Regions from separate parts of the Mus musculus genome. Here region 2 is linked to region 1. The links are chromatin contacts, called in public HiChIP or PLAC-seq maps. All regions are on one chromosome and are shown on one strand. Each heading gives the region's core, a stretch centred on a gene start, on an enhancer-like site or on the middle of the called end of the contact. The rest is flanking DNA. Distances are from core to core; before and after follow the strand shown. Region 1 overlaps Dock10 (dedicator of cytokinesis 10). Region 2 has its middle 26 kb from the start of Dock10.

Region 1 (5,781 bases), core at 2,367-4,866:
AGCTCATCTCATATCAAATGTTTTAATGGCTTCCAGTCTTTTCCCTGTAAGACTAGAGGCATACATAGCCCCCAAACAGAAATATGAATTCAGAGACTCAATGAGTGGTAGTTTGAGGTGTTGTGGAGACCAGTAGTCCAGAGATTCTTTCAAGTGGGTCAGTTCAGCATTTAAGAGATGTTAACTAAGGTTCACCTAACGAGACTTAACCACTACCACCCAGATGCACAACCTGAATGCTGTTAATCAGAGAAACACTGTCTGCATCCCAGCATGTGGCACACATAGGCTGCCTCTCTTCCTAGGGAAGCTCTGTTGTGTCTGGAGATGGTTGACTGTCACAATGGAAGAGAATTATATAACTGGCAAGAGGAGTAAGATGCAAACAGCATCTCCTGGACAGAATCCAGAAGATGCATCCTTAGACATCCCACAGGAGACAGGATTCCCCTTGACAAAGAATGAACTGGTCCAAAACGTCCAAATGTCAGTAATTAAGTTTTAGAAAATGTGATTTAGATAATAACGTAGAGAGACATGGCAAGCATAGCCACCTTTATTAAGTTAGACGCAGAGGAATGGTCCATGAAAAGGAGATGACATGAAATCAGAGGAGGGTGTGACAGATAAAACAGGAAGCTGGGAAGATCTGAGGCACAGATTTTAATGGCTGACTTTACTCCAGGGGTTTCTCCTCACTCACCCCAATACACAGCACAATGCAACCAGTGTGTTAATTTTCCTGACTGAGAGTCCATTAGGGAAAGGGAACACTGAATTGTATAGTAAGTCTTCAGTCTGGCATAAATAAATAATTTGTAGAGGGAGGTGGTCTCCACAGAAACACTACTGGGTGACTGTGGCCTAAAACACAGTTGGATGAACTCATGTCCTGGTCACTGTTTCTCAAGGTGCAGTCTATGCAGTATCCGTAATGAACATTAGCAAGATGCTCAGTGTAACAGGTGACTGGTTCATATACTAAGACCTGAGGTAGGAATCTACTGCTTTAGCATCTTTCCATTTGTACATATACTGGGAAATTTTCTTTGGCAACAGGGTAGGGTATAAGGAAGGTATATATTTTATATATCAAAGCAGACCTGGATTCCAGGTTCTCCCTAACCTGTTGCGGGAAATATTAAAAAAGAGAATCCGCACATTCCCGCGCTAGTGATGGCCTGCCAACTCTCTGAGGCTAGCCCCTGTGCCAGGTGATCTCACTCACTCTGTCTCTTGGCCCACCAACTCACCAGCACTGCGAGGCCACAGGACTCCTACCAGGCCATCTCTAAGACTGGCCTCCCAAGTTCTTCTTGCTTCCATGTAACACCCTATGCATCCCTGGTTATCGATTTCAACACCTAATTAGCCGGTAGAAACAAGACTCTTAAGCTTATAGTTAACCAATTAGATTTATATATCAATTTAATCACAATTTACAAGATGCAAATACAATCATTTCAGAGCCAATTGATAATGATAAAGCTTTAACCCAATTATTCTAACCTTTTGATAACACCACGTCAGCCTCCATTCTGGTTCTCTCTCTCTCCTCCTGAGATTTCTCTCCTCCTGGGATCTCTCTCTCTCTCTCTCTCTCTCTCTCTCTTTCTCTCTCTCCCCACTCCTGCTCTGCCTCCTTTCTCCTGTCCAATCACAAGTCTCCCACTGCCTTAATGTGATTGGACAGGGAAAATCCTGCAACACTACCCCATCTATCCTGATTCAGTTTTCACCCGCTGAATTCTATTCAAATCATAATATGAATAAATATCCTTATAATGAGATAAATGTCTGAATGTAACTGGATAGGCTACTATAAACTATTTTAATGCAATGAACACATTACAAAAATTGTCACAACTGATCTATCTACGCACTAAGCCAACACACTACTCACAGACACATAACATGCACACACAGGATATGCTTCGACTTTTATTTGTGATCCATCCTCCATGGGGCTCTTTATTTCCCACAAAGGCCCAAAAAAACTTTATCCTAAAAGCATATTATTTGAAGGAGAGATACACTAAAGGAAAAATATTGTATTCTACCAGCACTGCATCCTACCAACCTTGCCCACTAAAAGCATCGTCTTTTGTGGGAGGTTTGGTTGAGAAATCTGTGCTGTCATTGGTAACTCAGAACTGTGAAGCCAAGTTGAACTTTCACACAAGAAGAATGGGCTTGAGTGCTAGTACCAGGAATAGAACTTCTGTCTGGGCTAGGGCTCCAGAGGATGAGGAAGTATCTTGGTGTTTCTTGGTTTCCTCTAACTGTGCAGCTTGACGGCAGGTGGTGCTTGCTGGTGCTCCAAGGACCAGAATGGACATTCTCTGCGATACAAAAATTAAAATTAAAATAAAAAAAAAAAAACACTACCACCACCACCACCAAAAACCAATGCAGTGAGCTCCCAGCAGGTTAAAGGAAGATCAGTTGGAAACAGAAGAAGATATACATGATGCAAGATAAGCTCCCTAGCCATTCTTCAACACTAAGGAAGTAATCAGTAGGTCCTGCAAAGCTCAAACAATGATAATACAGATTGGATGAAGAAGAGTTAGGTACCACAGGTGAAAGTGCTGGTAACTCGTGTTCAGATTCAACCTTGCAAACCTGTGTGGCCTCGTGTGTAAACATATAACTTTCAGCCCCTGAGATTTCAGTTGTTCTAAATATTTTTAGTCCTTTTTACGAAGTGGATTTTCAGGCATCTATAAGACATTATCACATTGCTGTGCCAAGTTTAGGTTCAGTGATGATGTCACTAGCAAATTGGATAGCCTGGCTAACTGGATGTGATTATAATCGACCCTTTGAAATTGTAACATCACTGAGCACATGAAGGAGGGTCTTCTTTGCTTTGTCCTCTAGCTGATTGCCTTTGTGGTCTGCTCGTGCATTTGATGGTCTGTGTTATTTCACTTCCTCTCTGCCTATTCCCCTTCTTTACGTATGACTCCTACAGATCTCACCTTAATTTCATTGTGATGTTTTTCCAGTAAATGCTCTACAAACTAAACTTCCACTTACGTGCACTCATTTTCAGCTCAGCAGAAACCCAGATCCCACCTAACTGCTCAGTGGAAACTACGTTCAGAGGCCAGGGGTTTTCTTCACCTGCCCCCCACCCCCTTCTCATTAGATTCTTCAGTTTAAAAATACTTTGAACAGTTAAACACACAAAAGGTCAGAGTCTAGCTGAGATGGATGAGAGCCTTAAGATGTCCCCCAAGGAAAAGGAAAATCAAATACTAGTCTTTGAGTGTTGCTGGGACAGATTTTTTGAAGTCATGGGTTAAGGTTGCATGATGGTTAATTTTAAGCATCAGTTTGCCAAAGCCAAAATTAAAGAGGAAAGGGAGCCTGGGAAAGAGCCTAATAGAGAAATGTACATAGATCGGGTTAGCCTGTGAGTATATCTGTGGAATATTTTTCTTGGCTGTTAATTGAGGTGAGAAGAGTCATTGTGAAACATGCTATTTCACGGCAGGACCCTGAACTATGTAAGAGAGACGTAAACAGTGTCAGCAGCAACAGCAGCAGTAAGCAGGCGGCCTGGGCTCACTTATTTTTTTCTACATTTGACTGGGGATACAATGTGACTAGCTCTGAGTTCTGCCTTGACTTCCTCTCGCAAGCGGACTGTAGCCTGCAGTCATAGCCACACAAACCCTTTCCTCCCCTGCATTGCTTTTGGTCAGGGTACTTCATCACAACGGAAATGAAACTAGAACAGGTTACAAGATGGCCAGAAAATAAAAGAATTTTGTGGATTACCATAAAAGAATAAGATTTCCTTCACGAGGCCTTAGACTCCCAAGCATCTTTCTGTCTTAGACCAAGAGAAGAAGATGTGTTAGAACATCAAGCAGAACTGGAGCCAGTAGACTTTTCAGTGTAAGAGGGATTCAACTGCTTCTGACTTAGAAAGGGGCCATTAGCCTAAGATCATGGGCAGCCTCTAGAAGCTGAGCATAACTTTAAATCTCCAATGTCAAGAAGGGAATTTGCCAGTAACCTTCTATGAACCTGGAAACAGATTCTCTCCTGGAGCTTTGAGAGAGGCCACAGAAGTGCTAGCATCTAGATTTCAGACTTGTAGGGCTCTGAGAAAGGATCAATAAGGTCGTGTGTGCTCAAATTTTTCACTCTTGAAAACTGTGAGATGATAAGGAGACGTTGATTTCAGTCTCTGGGTGTGTGGTGATTTTTTACAAGAGCAATAAAAACCAAAACCAGATGGCTTACATATTTCTACAAATTTCTGAAGTCTTCGTATGCAAGATTCAATTTAAAACATGCTTAAGATCATTTGTTTTAACTTCTAAACAACTATTAAGAATTGCACATGTCCCCCAATGGAGGAGCTAGAGAAAGTACCCAAGGAGCTAAAGGGGTCTGCAACCCTATAGGTGGAACAACCATATGAACTAATCAGTACCCCAGAGCTCTTGTCTCTAGCTGCATATGTATCAGAAGATTGCCTAGTAGGCCATCATTGGGAAGAGAGGCCCCTTGGTCTTGCAAACTTTATATGCCTCAGTACGGGGAAATGCCAGCGCCAAGAAGTGGGGGTGTTGGGGGGTGGGGGGAGGGTCTGGGGGACTTTTGGGATAGCATTTGAAATGTAAATGAAGAATACCTAATTAAAAAAAAAAACAAATGCACTGACATCATTAAATCATTCACTTATCCAAAAAAAAGAATTGCACTTGTACTTTTCCTGGCTGGACACATGTTATGTCTTTGAATGCATATAGAGGAATACATAACCCCAAGAGTTTCCTATTTGCCAGTTACCTCTATTTATGTTTATTAATTCATTGAGAAATCCATGCAATGTATTTTTATCCCATTAACCACTCCCCCCAGCTACCACTCCCCCCAACTCTGTCTAGATCTACTTACTTTTCCTACCTACTCGTTTTATTGTTTGTTTTGGGTTTTTTTTTTTTTTGAATCCTCTTTTTCTAAAAGCCCCTGGAGTCCCATTTACTCTAGGACATGTGGCCTTCCAGTGGAGCATGGAGGACATACCACTGGACATACATACATTTAAGGAAAGCTGATTCTTCTCCTGGCAGCTATTAACTGCCAATAGCTCCCAAGCTAAGTGTAGGACTTAGTGCCAACTCTGATTGCTATGCTGGGATTTGGTCTGCCCTGGCTCATGCATGGTACCACATCCACTGTGAGTTCATAGGGGCAACTGCCTTTCTGAATCTAAGAAACACTATTTTCTTGTAGACACTGTCCTTGAGTTCTTACAATCTTCCTGCCTCCTCTCCCACCATATGTCTGAGCATTGTGAGCAAGGGATATGATAAAGATGTCCCACTTAGGGCTGAGCATTCCTTAGTCTCTTACTCACACCTAGACCAGTTGTGGGTCTATGTGTTAATTGGTAACTACAGCAAAGCAAGCTTCTCCAATGAAGGTTGACAGATGCACTACTATAGGGATATAAAATGGCGATTCATTAGAAGATGGCTTAATACTATGTCTATTTAACAGAACAGGAGAAGTAGGTTTCCCCCTAGGGATCATGAGCTGTCTAGCCACAGTATCTTGGACCCAGCAACAATGCCAGTTATGGATTCCATCTTGTGAAGCAGGCTTTAAATCCAATCAGAAAGTGTTTGGCTACACCCATGATATGTGTACCACGATTGCACCAGTGGGCTTACTGCCAGGTTAGCCATTTCTGTAGCTCCCAGTGATCACAGTGCTCACAGCTAGGTAAGACTGGTGATTACATATCTCCTCGGA
Region 2 (5,178 bases), core at 679-3,178, 110 kb before region 1:
GTGAGATGACTGTTGGTTCCTGATATCTTTGTTTTTGTAGGTGGCTTTATGTGCTTGTGGCTCTTTGCTTTTGACTTTGTTGTGAGATGCTTAATATCTTCTCCTTTCTTTGGTACAGGTATCTTCCTTTTGTTGGAATTTTCTTTCCAGGATCCTCTGTAGGGCTGGGTTGGTAGATACTGTTTGAATTTGGTTTTGTCCTGGAATATTTTGGTTTCTCCATCTATGTTGATAAAGAGTTTTGCAGGGTATAGTAGCCTGGGCAAAATATAGTAGCATTTGTGTTCTCTTACAGTCTGCATGACCTCTGACCAAGCTCTTCTGGCTTTTATAGTCTCTGTTGAGAAATCTGGTGTAATTCTGATAGGTCTACTTTTGTATGTTACTTGGCCTTTTTCCCTTGTAGCTTTTAATATTCTTTCTTTGCTCTGTATATTTAGTGTCTTAATAATTATGTGACAAGAAGATTTCCTTTTCTGATCCCATTTATTTGGTGTTCTATAGGCTTCTTGTACCTTCATGGCCATCTCTTTCTTTAGGTTGGGGAAGTTTTCTTCTATGATTTGGTTGAAGACATTTTCAGGTCGTTTGAGCTGGGAATCTTCATTCTCCTCTATTTTGATTATTCTCAGATTTGATCTTTTCATTGTGTCCTGAATTTCCTGGATGCTTTGGGTTAGGAGATTTTTATGTTTTTAATTTTCTTTGACAGTTGTGTCAATCTCTTCTACCATGTCTTCTATACCTGAGATTCTCTCTTCTATATTTTGTATTGTGTTGGTAATACTTACATCTGTAATTCCTGACCTCTTTTCTAGGTTTTCCACTTCCAGGTTGGCCTCCATTTGTGTTTTCTTTATTGTTTCTACCTCCACTTTTAGATCTTGGATCGCTTTATTCAATTCCTTCACCTGTTTACCTGCATTTTCCTGTATTTCTTTCAGTGAGTTGCTGATATCCTCCTTAAAGGACTCTATTAGCTTCATGAGATAGGATTTTAGGACAGATTCCTGACTTTCAGGTGTTGGTGTATTCAGGGCTTGCTGTGTTGGGAGAACTGAGTTCTGATGATGCCCATATATTATGTCTTCTGTTGCTTATGATTTTGTGCTTGCCTTTTGCCATCTGGATATCCCTGGTGTTTGTTGATCTGGGTGACTGTAAGGAGTCTGGCTCTTTTTTTTCTTTGGTTGCTTTCAGTCTCCTGGTAGGCCTACAGCCCTGGCTGTATCTGGCCACCTGTGGGGCCTTCCAACTGGGGGTTCTTCACAGCAGCAGAGAAGTTTGTTGATCTGGGTGACTGTAAGGAGTCTGGCTCTTTTTTTCTTTGGTTGCTTTCAGTCTCCTGGTAGGCCTACAGCCCTGGCTGTATCTGGCCATCTGTGGGGCCATCCAACTGGGGATTCTTCACAGAAACAGAGAAGCTGCTGATCTGTTTCCCTGGCTGCAGTAGATCTCCTGGGAGGCCTTCAAACAACTTCTCTGAGTGCAGTGGGTCCTCTAGGATGGATCAGGATGTGGAGTCTTCACATGAGCAGACCAACTAGGGGTCTGCCCCATCAGCAAGGACCGGGCAGAAGGAGTGGAATAGATGGAAGGGAAGTGGTGGATAATGAGGTCCTGAGTCACCATCAGGCACCCAGCAGCAGCTGCAATACTCAGGGTGGGGTGGGTGGGGTGGGTGAGTTCTTACCAACTGCTCTGAGTGCAGTGGGTCCTCTAGGATGGATCAGGATATGGAGTCTTCACAGGAGCAGACCAAGTAGAGGACTCATAATTAGGTTTTACTTCTGTGAATCACACAGAAAGTTTAATTCTGTTTAGGGAAGTGACTTTTTACAAACTTTCTGTTCTGAAATAATCACAGATTGAAAGGAAGTTGCAAAAAAAAATATCAAGGCCTTGTGTAATCCTAACTACTTATGAAACTGAAGCAGGAGGATTAGAAATTCAAGGACAGCTAGGCTAAGGGCACATTCAAGGTTGAGCAACTTAGTGAATCTCAGTATCAACTTTGAAATATAATACACAATATATTTGTACGTGTATATTATTAAGCTGGGGCCATATCTAAGAGGTAGGGCACTTGCTTAGCATGCATGGGACCTTGGGTTCAATCCCCAGTACTACAAAAGCAACAACAAAGAACAAAGAAATTCTGTAAGTCCTAATTTTCTCTACTAATCCTCCCCTGATGACAACATCTTATACAACTACAGCACAATGTCCAAAGCAAGAATTTGATTGCCAGATAATCCACAGAGATCATGGGGTTTCAGCCATCATTGTATGTCCTTACGTGTGCACAAACTTTTTTATGTTTTTCATCTGACTAAAATACAAGACTCAGACCATTTTTCTCCAAGATTCCCTAGTGCTGCGTCAGCAGTTATGGCCACAGCCACAGCCACACCCACCCCCATTCTGTTCTCCACCTTTGCAGTTTTGTCAAAAATGCAGTCATATTGCCAGTAACCCTCTAACATAGACTTCTTTTCACTCTACATTATCTTATCACATTGCCACATATACCAGTAAGTTTTCTTCCTATGGCTAAGCAGAATGTCATGGTATGTATGAATCCTAAGCCATTTACTCCCCACAAAGGAATGATAGTTGCTTCCAACTTGAGACCATAAAGAATAAAACTTCTACATGTATTCTGTGTCCATGTTATTGTGGGAAGACAGATTTTTATTTCTCTGAACTGAATGCCCAAGAGAGCAATGAGGAAATGATTTTAAAAGACAGAACCTTCAATCACCTCCCACATCCCAAAGCCCTCGATTCTCTGCTCTCTGCCTCCGACATTCTTGGGCTTCAAAAGGCAATGCCCTCGATGTTGTCTTTAATCTCTACCAGATGCTACTTCTCAACCTTGGCTGAACTGAGTGGGATAGTATGCTTCTCTGGTTCTTTAACTTGTATATTAAATGTTTTTTCAACCTGCTGCCTAGAGACAAGCTGCCCAGTGAGAAATTATTATATCTCTTGGTCACAAGGAGAAACTGTGGGTACTAACAAGGGTCACTTGGTGACTGCAAACAGCCTCTGAACTCTGATTCATGCTTCAAAAGCTATTGAATAGTTTATCAACTTGCAATCAGGAAAGGTGATCTTGCAGGACTCCTTAAAAACATTTGAAATTTCAACATGGCAGGTACCTAGAAACATATTGCTTCTTAGTACTGTACTGTTACATGTCTGGCAAATTATATTTATGACAGAAGTAGGCAAGGCCTGAGATGTGATTTAATTATTGAATGATAATGAATTTGTTATGTATGAGTTGTCAGATTTATTTGTTCCTGAGAGACAGGGAAAAAAAATCCCGAGGGAAACATATTCAACAGGCCACAGAGAAGGAAAACATGTACTTCCTGCAGCATACAATCCCCCTTGCTTTATTTAAGACTCCTTTTTTTCCATCCTTGGATTTATTATTTTTATAGTTGTTTCTGAATGTAACACATTTAGATGTTGCATACCCAGCAGGGCCTTTGGATAAAGCAGCTGAACCTTCTAGATTCAGACACAGCAGCCCCAAAACTCACTCTATGCAGTACAACATGGGAATAGAGTAAAACACAGATTTAGTCATTTCTTCCATAATGCTTATGCATGCAGGCCCCATGCTAAACACACATGACTCACTGGAGGGAACAAGTTAGATTAAAAATCCCTTCCTGCAGATTAGACACAGTTCAGTGTAGTAAGTTCAGTTATGTGGTAGCAGTATCATGGGCCTTGAGTTGAGCTACTAAGATGCTTCCCTGATATGAAATACAAAACTGACCACTGAGAAATGAGAAGGAGTAGTCATTTGAAGAGAGAATAATGGAGTAGGTCAGAGAAGCATTTTAGGTGGAAAGCATAGAGTATATATGTCACAATGTGGCTCTTTCAGCCACTGGGAATGGTATGAAGTAGCCATTGCTCTTGAGTGTGAGTAGCTCTATGAGCTAAAGTAAAGAGCAAGCAGGACCCAGGGCTTGGATGGTCTGTCGGGAAGGGCTGGGAACTTTAACCTAACTGTTAACCCTGAGCACTGATGATAATCAGGATAGGTTTTCTTGTCTGGTCACCTAATTTATCGTTTTGTTTTTCTGAAATAAATCCATGGGGATTTGGAGAAAATGAAGCATATATTTACTGAGAAAATTACAAACAAGACAAAATATTGATAGATTGTCAGTTAAGGTTTAAAATTAAGGGTTAAATGTAGAACTCTTGATCCCTTAGACAAATGCTTTCAGGGAAAGGTCCTCAGGACTCTGTTCACTCTAAATTCTCCACACATGTCATGTCATGCCCTCTATATGTAACCATCTCTGGTTCCCATATCATGTCTTATCTGATGTCCTATCCTCCCATCCCAAAGCAAAGGTCCCTCCATCACTCAGAACGAAATAGCTCTTTATAGAGTACCCCAAGGCATTTGATGTGTTGCTATGTTTTTGACTTAATACATCTATCTTCATGTTAGGGTGAGGTCCTTAAGGAAGTCTCTGTGTCTCTGTGTCTCTGTGTCTCTGTGTCTCTGTCTCTCTGTCTCTCTGTCTCTCTATCTCTCTCCCCCCCCACACACACATGCGTGTGTGTGTGTGTGTGTGTGTGTGTGTGTGTGTGTGTGTGTTGTGTGTGCATGTGTGTCAGTCCTGCCTCTTCATTCATTCACTGAATGAGTATGTATTGATAGCTTTCCATGTAGGCAGCAATATAAGCTTAAGAGATGTGTCAGTGATTAGAGAAGTTCACCTCCCTTGGCATTTTGAAGTCCATATTATAAAAAGCAAGATGGAAACTGGGCAGCATTTCCTTATTCCAAAAGGAGGAATTTTGAGTTCTCAAATTCTGCAGAGAATGAGTTTTATAAGGAGATTGGAGTCTATTGACCAGTATTGGATTTGGTCTAGAGAAGACCATCTAAAATCTATCTTAGGCTCGGTTATAAAGGGTAAACTCATTCCTCCCTACTCCTGACTTTTCTGGATACTCAACCATGCTAATGAAATACTGTCTAGAATGTATATCTCTTTTTCCTTTGGGCAGCCATGTCACTGATGATGAAGGCCACCCCTTTGGAATCCTAGAATGAAAAATTATTCAGTGTTCATGAGTATGGGAATCAGATCCTTGGGTCAGTGCAGGATCTAGCTCACTAATCTCTTATTTCTA

What was found. HiChIP or PLAC-seq counts read pairs in DNA pulled down with a chosen protein or histone mark.
Region 2: an H3K4me3 HiChIP or PLAC-seq map of bone marrow-derived macrophages shows a contact between it and region 1, with 2.7 times the contacts expected there. The contact joins two enhancer-like sites. A contact is called at or near these places in 1 of 115 datasets of contacts at active chromatin or transcription factors (bone marrow-derived macrophages) and 2 of 9 other capture datasets (liver and pancreatic islet).

What each region holds. Positions count from the first base shown.
Region 1 is chr1:80,668,391-80,674,171 of GRCm38.p6, reverse strand. All of the region lies in intron 1 of Dock10 (dedicator of cytokinesis 10), which reads left to right. Among named protein-coding and RNA genes, the nearest start is that of Dock10, 87 kb to the left of the region's middle. Within about 2 kb of position 3,616, at least 47 of the 459 cell types and tissues checked have an H3K27ac peak or open chromatin away from gene starts, as enhancers often do. A contact at or near this core is called in bone marrow-derived macrophages, where this site is marked.
Region 2 is chr1:80,782,016-80,787,193 of GRCm38.p6, reverse strand. No RefSeq gene overlaps it. Among named protein-coding and RNA genes, the nearest start is that of Dock10, 26 kb to the right of the region's middle. Within about 2 kb of position 1,928, at least 22 of the 459 cell types and tissues checked have an H3K27ac peak or open chromatin away from gene starts, as enhancers often do. A contact at or near this core is called in bone marrow-derived macrophages, where this site is marked.